Regions from separate parts of the Macaca fascicularis genome. Here region 1 is linked to region 2. Evidence: chromatin contacts called from public Hi-C data. All regions are on one chromosome and are shown on one strand. Each heading gives the region's core, a stretch centred on a gene start, on an enhancer-like site or on the middle of the called end of the contact. The rest is flanking DNA. Distances are from core to core; before and after follow the strand shown. Region 1 holds the start of PXDC1 (PX domain containing 1). Region 2 has its middle 23 kb from the start of FAM50B.

Region 1 (3,611 bases), core at 927-3,426, 77 kb before region 2:
GCGTGGATGCGAAACCACACCCTCTTTCCACCGTCTGGCCCAACCCCTGCCAGAAGCGGCTGATGCGATGGTAAGGATGACAACTGGCATTTATGGAGAACCTGCTCTTGTTAGACCCTCTACCATGCCTTTCAGTCCTCACAAACGTCAGAGACCACAGGTAGAAAGCTATAGGTGGGGAGTCCCACGGGGAGCCCGCTGCAACCAGCCTGCCTGGGGTCACGGAGCTCAGACGCCTGACCACAGTGAGGCTCAAGGACTCCAGTGTGTTTAAGCCTCGTTCCAGGAAAGGTCATTGAATAAACCGCTGTTCCTTCACGATGCTTTCCTGATTTGGGCATTCATTTGTTAAATTTAAAATATCATAACAAACAGCAAATCCAAAGAAAACTGCTTCGATGCTTGAAATAACACCCAACTGTCTGGAGAACAGCTATGAATGTGAGGCTCTGGGGAGCAGAGGGAAGCCTGAAGGGCGGGCCTTCTCGCTCAGGGCCCCAACTGGCTGGCTGTGGGAGCCCTTCCAAAGGATGTGTCATGAGAACCGAGCTAATTATCCACGTAATTCACACACTGGGGTTGGGGCCATCACCAGGGAAAAGCAGAGGTTATCTCAAGACCGCAGCCAGACAGCAGGCTGGGGAGACTCCGACGGGCCACCCTCTGCTTCAGTAACTTGGCCCCAGGCTTTCAGGAGGTCTCCGCTTAGAGAAGGATTGAAGGAAGGCTGCTGGGCCACTGTCCCCATGCTCGGAGCTACAGGTGGTCACACGTGTCCGGCGGGGGGGACAGGGGTGCTGCTCGGAAGTCCTCCAGTCTTCCCGCCCCTTCTACTCTCCTGGCCCTCCCAGGCGGCCCCCCTCCCCGGCCTGCTCCCTCCACCCCGCATTCTTCCCGTCTCAACTCCAGCCCCTCTCTCTTGCGTCCTCCCCGCTTCCACCCCCTCAGCTTGGCCTCCAAAAGAAAGCTCGGGCAGAGCCGTAGGAAAAGGGAAGCCACCGCGGTTTCTGAAAACAAGAATTCCTGCGAGCCAGGACGGTCACAAGGCCGGGGAGGAGGCGGCGCAGCTGATCAAACTCGAATGGGGACCAGCCCTGGTCGCGGTGCGGGGGGGCCCTGGCTGTCCGCGGCAGCCGCGGGCGGGGCGGCCCCTCCGAGGAGGGACGGAAGGGCTGCGTGGCACCTCGTGCTCGAAGACCAGGGGTGCGCCCTCCGCGGGGAGAACTCAGGGGCGGCTGCCAGACCCGACGCGACCCCCGGCTAGGACCCTGCAGTTAACTGCTCCCAGACGCCTTCCCAGTGCGCCCGCCCGCCCGCCGGCCCTCGGGAGGTACTGGGCAGGGGCTAGGGCCGGGCTGACCCTGGGGGCCGCTCAGCCCCTGGCGCCCCCGCCCTCCTCGGAAGTGACTCGTCCTCGGGGAGAGTCCGGCGCCCGCCCTGCCGGCCTCGGCCCCTTTCCCGCCCCATTTGGCTCCTCCGCCGGGGGCGCCCCCAGGCCGGGCAGGCCGGCTCCCCGTCCCCCTAACCACGCCGCCCGGGCACCCCTCGTCTGCGGGCGCGGGGTCCAAGTGTGCCCTGTCCAGCGTGGGCAGGAGGGAGAAGTCGCAATCTCGGTTGAAGTCTCTCCCCGCCTCCTTCGTGCACTTCAAGGTAGCCTCGGCCCCGCGCCCCTCCCGCGTCCCCGGCCCCGCACCTTGCCGCAGCGGCCCCCGCGCCAGCTCCGACCGGTCCTCGGGGAAGGCGTCGCGCAGGCGCTGCCACAGGCGACCCAGGTCCGCGAGGCTGCGATGCAGGTAGAGCACGCTGCGGTCCGACCACTCCGTGCGGATCTCGAAGAACTCCTCCTCGTCGCCGCGCCGGCTGACGATGAGCCTGCGGATGCCGTTCACCCAGCAGCCACGCACGAACATGTTCACGAGCGACGTGCCCTCAAACACCGCCGAGGCCATGTCGCACGCATGCCCCCTCCAAGGGCGCCCCGGCCCCGCCGCCCGCCCGGCCGCAGGAGGCGCGCCCTGGCCGGGGTCGTCCCGGGTACGTCCGTGGCCGGGGTAGTCCGGGGCGCGTCCGGGGCAGGAGTCGTCCGCGGTGCGTCCGGGCCCGGGGTCGTCCGGGGTCGGCCCGGCACTCCAGGAGGCTGCGTGCGGCCCGCGTTCGGGGCGGCGCGGCGGCGAGTGGCTCGGGCCGGCCGGGCGCGGCTTTATAAGGCGCTTCCCATCGCGGGCGGCGCGGTAGTCGACGTCGAGGCCAGGCCGCGTCCGCCTCCCGCCCGCCTCCCGCGGAACGGGCGCCGCGGGCCGCCCTGGAAAGGAAGAGGTCTGGCTGGCCGCGCCCCCGCCGCCTCCGCAGAGACCGCGCTGCTGCGGCCACGGGAACCCCCGGAGCCGAGAGCGGGGCCGAGCCCCGAGCGCCCGCCCCCGCCTCGCGCCCCCCGCGCCTCCTCCCTCGCGGCCCCGGAGCCGCAGGTCGGTGACTGGACCAGCCGGGAAGGGAGGCGGGGCGGGCCCTGCCTGCCAGGCGCTCGGCGCCGACTTTTTTCTCTTTCCGTTTCGCGATCCTCGGGACCTCCCAGGGCTGGGAGCTGCGCGCCCCACCCGGCCCGCAAGGGGATGGCAACTACCGGGGGTCCGGAGGCGGGGCTGCGAGTGTCGGGGCGGGGGGCGCGGGCTGGGCCGAGCGCCGCCCCGACCAGGGCCCAGGCCAGGCCGGCCCGCCCCGGGTCCCCTCCGTGCCCCGCGTCCCCTCCATGCCCCGCGTCCTTGCCCTCGCGTCCCCGCCCCGCGTCCTCCCGCGCATTCCGGTCATGCCTCAGCCGCCCCAAGGCCCGGGACGCGGCCGGACAGACCGCGGGGCAGCCCTCGGAGAAGTCGGAAGAGGGGAGAAAACAGGGATGAGAAGGTCTCCTGGGAAAGAGCGCCCTGGGAAGCCGGACGCCGTGGGTGCGCTTGAGGGGCCTCAGGAGTGGACTTGGGGAAACCACCCGCCCTGAAAACTGACTCAGCGGCGCGTTACTGAGGCGGTTCCTGTTGGAAGAGAATTAATAGCACTTGAGAATTACAAGTTAGTTCCAGAAATGAATCCAGTGACCTTACAGCGTGTAGGCAGGGGTGGGAGAGCCAGGGCGAGCCCCTCACCTCACCCCACCCCCGCCCCAGCAGCGCTCTGGAAAGCCTCTTAAAGCCCAGCCCTGTGCAGAAACGTTGGAGGCCCAAGGCAGGTGGCCTGCCTGGACTCAGTCCCGACCCAGATGTCCACCCAGGTCCCTACCATTCGGTCCCACCTGTCTTGACTCAGTCCCGACCCGGATGACCCTCACCACCACGACCAGCTTTTATTCCGACTGTGCCGGTGACTTGCAGATAGCATAGCTTCAAAGTTCTTCACCTGGTCCGGGACGCTGAACAGGTCAAGATGGAGAGTGTCAAGAGACTTTTGCTTTGTCTATGATGTTCTTATATACATTTGTTAATTAAATGAACGCATATGTTTCCTGTGTAATTTTGTATAGGGGAATAGGGGCCGTGGGAACTGGAAGTAAACAGTGTGTCAGCAGCGCTTGATTCTAGGTGGTGGGAATAAGTGCCGTTGCAGCCACAGGACCAGCCCAAACG
Region 2 (3,569 bases), core at 360-2,859:
TATATATATATTCCCCAAGTTTAGTACGCAGAAGAACCACCTGGGAAGCTTGTAAATAAGGCAGGATTCCTGCGACCCATCCCCAGAGGATGAGAGTTTTAGTAAAACCAAGTTTTACTAAAAGAAAATTCATTTCTTCCCACTAAAATGTGGAATAATGTAAAAATTTGAATATTGGCTTGAAGAAGGGCTACCTTTGTAGCTGCCCCGCAACGCTCATGGCTGGGTTGAGGTTCTGGACAGTCTGTGTGGGATAAGGTCTCAACAGATGGGGTTGAGACGCCCATTCACTTGGTATTTCTGAAAATGTAATCTAGTGTGTGTGCACTTGTTTATTATTTAAAATCACATTTATTGGCCAGGCGCAGTGGCTCATACCTGTAATCCTAGCACTTTAGGAGGCCGAGACAGGTGGATCACCTGAGGTCAGGAGTTTGAAACCAGCCTGGCCAACATGGTAAAACCCCATCTCTACTAAAAATACAAAAATTAGCCAGGCGTGGTGGTGCGTGCCTGTAATCCCGTCTACTCGGGAAGCAGAGGCAGGAGAATCGCTTGAACCTGGGAGGTGGAGGTTTCAGTGAATCGAGATGGCGCCACTTCACTCCAGCCTGGGCAACAAGAATGAAACTCCGTCTCAAAAAAAAAAAAAAAAAAAAACATTTATTCAGCACCAATTCTATGGTACAAATTAGATGCAAAAATGAGCTGGCCTTGCCCTGCGCTCACAGAACCTGCAGACAAGGAGACAGGGAACTAGAAGTCGGTGTGGTCCTGCAGGACCCTCTGAAATCTAACCCAACTGCATGACCCAGCAAAGGCTGCAGGAAAACCAAGAACAGAGGCAGCCCTGCTGATGCATTATTTAGCCAGAGTGCCCTCCCCACAGCCGCCAGCCAGGCATGTGTTCTGCCAAGAAGAGACAATTAGGTGGCCACACTGTGGCAGGGCAGACAGCTCTTGCAGCTCTGCATGAAATGGGCACTGAGGTGAGCGAGTACCTCCCTCTCCTGTTTTAGACCAAGGATCAGTCAACTTGTTCTGTAAAGCATCAGATAGTAACTGTTTTGATGTGTGTGTGCTGTGAGGTGTGTGCTGCAACGCCCCCCACCGCTCTGTCATGGTAGTATGAGGGCAGCCGCAGGCACAGCTCACGAGGGGCGGCTGTGTTCAGTAGGACCGCGTTCATAGACGGAAGCCAGCAGCGACCCACGGGCCCTCAGGCTGCATTTGCGGACCCCTACTTGAGAGCCAGGCCAAATTCCCAGTTGCCCTTTATTCAGGGGGAACTATGTAAACATCAAGAGACTATTTTCCAGAACTCGTTTAAAAAAAAATCTCAAGCACATAAAAAGCACGTTGTGCTTCTCGGTGTTTGTTTTTAAGAAGTGTTTTTCCACAGGTATTTTCACTGAAGGGTTTTGTTTCTTCTTTCAAGTCTCCTGGTGCTTCTTGGCGACAGAGTCTACATACCGACATTTCACCCTTTCCTCACCCTTGAGAGTAAGACTTCCAAGATTAAGTTTATTGTACTCGGGAGCTGGCCAAGCAACCACATAGCTCCTGTCTCCTGCCTCCATATCCTCAAAGCAGTGCCAGCTGCATTTTTCCAGGCCCGGACAGCATGCCAGAGGGGCGACGTCACAGCCTGGGCAGCCAGGCCTCCGTTTCCTGTTTCTTTCCTCCTGAAAGACACATGAATCATATCAGCTTTATCATTTGACTCGGAGCTCATTTCCCTGTTCCACAAATGCCTGGAGTTAGAGACAGTGAGAGCCAAGTGTAATCAAAACACGAAGTCCTGAGTTGCCTTCTCCCCTTAAGAATGGAATACATGTTCTCCCATCTCAAAAAAAAGCACATCAGCTGGCTTAATTTGGAGTCTTCTGGCCTGAGCACTTGGCTCCTGGGTCAGATACTGGTGATCTCATCTGAAAAGCTGGGCCCTGCCTGTGCCCAAGGCAGGTGAGGTCCCAGCCATGGTGGCAGCAAGGCCCTTGTGTGCATCCACCCCTGGCACACGGGGACTCTGTGCTTAGGGGCAGGGTTCTCCTACAAGTAACCCTAGCCGAGTGTGAATGTAGACAGCAATCTGTGATCACATCGCAACCTTTCCCTGGGCGTCTCACCATCCTTGCTCTGGGGTGAAAGGGCTAATAGGAAAGGAAATGTCTAACAAATAATTTGGACACATGAATTTGAAACTAAAATATCAATGACTTGTAAATACAAGGAAGGGACTGGATGGGTCACAGGCAGGAGCTATCCAGATATTGCTCTTACCTGCTCACAAACACATATTGCTAAATTTATTGAACACTTACTGCCTGATAGACCCAGCTTTAAAAAGGATTTTACCTGCACTAACTCATTTCATCTTCACAACAATGCTGCAAGGTAGATAGAATTGTTGCAGTTTTACAGATGAGGACACTCAGGTCCCAGGAGGTATCTTGCCTAAGGTCCCACAGCTAGCTAAGGTCAGAACCCCAGACTGATGGCAAGGATTCTGAACAACTGTGAGTGTATGTGTGCTGTGCAATCTAAGAGAATAACATGATAATAAGCAGATCCATTATTAAAAATGCATGTGTGTGTTTCAGAAACTCCCTGTGTATTTTAGTATAATCATATTTGGCATGATGAGATTAGACATTTATGTTTATGAGAGCCACACTAATGAAAATATACAACTGGCCAGGCGTAGTGGGTCATGCCTGTAATCCCAGCACTTTGGGAGTCCAAGGTGGGTGGATCATGAGGTCAGGATTTCAAGACCAGTCTGGCCAAGATGGTGACACCCTGTCTCTACTAAAACTACAAAAATTGGCCAGGCACAGTGGCTTCCGCCTGTAATCCCAGCACCTTGGGAGGCCAAGGCAGGCAGATTACCTGAGGTCAGAAGTTCGAGACCAGCCTGGCCAACATAGTGAAACCCTATCTCTACTGAAAATACAAAAATTAGCCGGGCGTGGTGGCACACGCCTGTAATGCCAGCTACTCGGGAGGCTGAGGTAGGAGAATTGCTTGAATCCAGGAGGCAGAGGTTGCAGTGAGCCAAGATTGCACCACTGCACTCCAGCCTGGCCAACAGAGCGAGACTCTGTCTCAAAAAATAAAAATAAAAATAAAAAATTAGCCGGGCATGGTAGCAGGTGTCTGTAATCCCAGTTACTTGGGAGGCTGAGGCAGGAGAATCGCTTGAGCCCAGGCAGCAGAGGTTACAGTCAGCCGAGATCAGCCACTGCACTCCAGCCTGGGCACCAGAGTGAGACTCCATCTCAAAAAAAAAAAGAAAAAAGAAAATGTACAACTCAATATATACATTCTCTAACTGTGAATGCATGCAAATATTACTATTTCACGCTCCTGGATCCTCTGTGTCCCAGGTTGGGATCTGCATCCCTGGCTGGTCCCAGAACAGACCTCTGCAACTGTAGATGTTATCACTTCATAGGCTGGTCTTCTTGGGCTACAATGTTACTTTGACCAAGTAATGCTAAACGTTTTCTAAAAACGTTGGTTAGGCCAGTCTTACCCACATTTATCTGGCTTTTCTGCATCTTCTT

Evidence for each region. A called contact is a pair of places that touch in the nucleus more often than the background predicts.
Region 1: a contact with region 2 is called in a Hi-C map of skeletal muscle, with 5 times the contacts expected there. The contact joins the promoter of PXDC1 here to the enhancer-like site in region 2. A contact is called at or near these places in 2 of 2 Hi-C or Micro-C datasets (liver and skeletal muscle).

The regions. Positions count from the first base shown.
Region 1 is chr4:169,320,427-169,324,037 of T2T-MFA8v1.1, reverse strand. PXDC1 (PX domain containing 1) reads right to left here and starts at 2,176. Exons shown (of 5, transcript XM_005554149.4): 1 at 1,694-2,176. The coding sequence starts at 1,949.
Region 2 is chr4:169,243,206-169,246,774 of T2T-MFA8v1.1, reverse strand. No RefSeq gene overlaps it. Among named protein-coding and RNA genes, the nearest start is that of FAM50B, 23 kb to the right of the region's middle. Within about 2 kb of position 1,609, at least 4 of the 6 cell types and tissues checked have an H3K27ac peak or open chromatin away from gene starts, as enhancers often do. A contact at or near this core is called in liver, where this site is marked.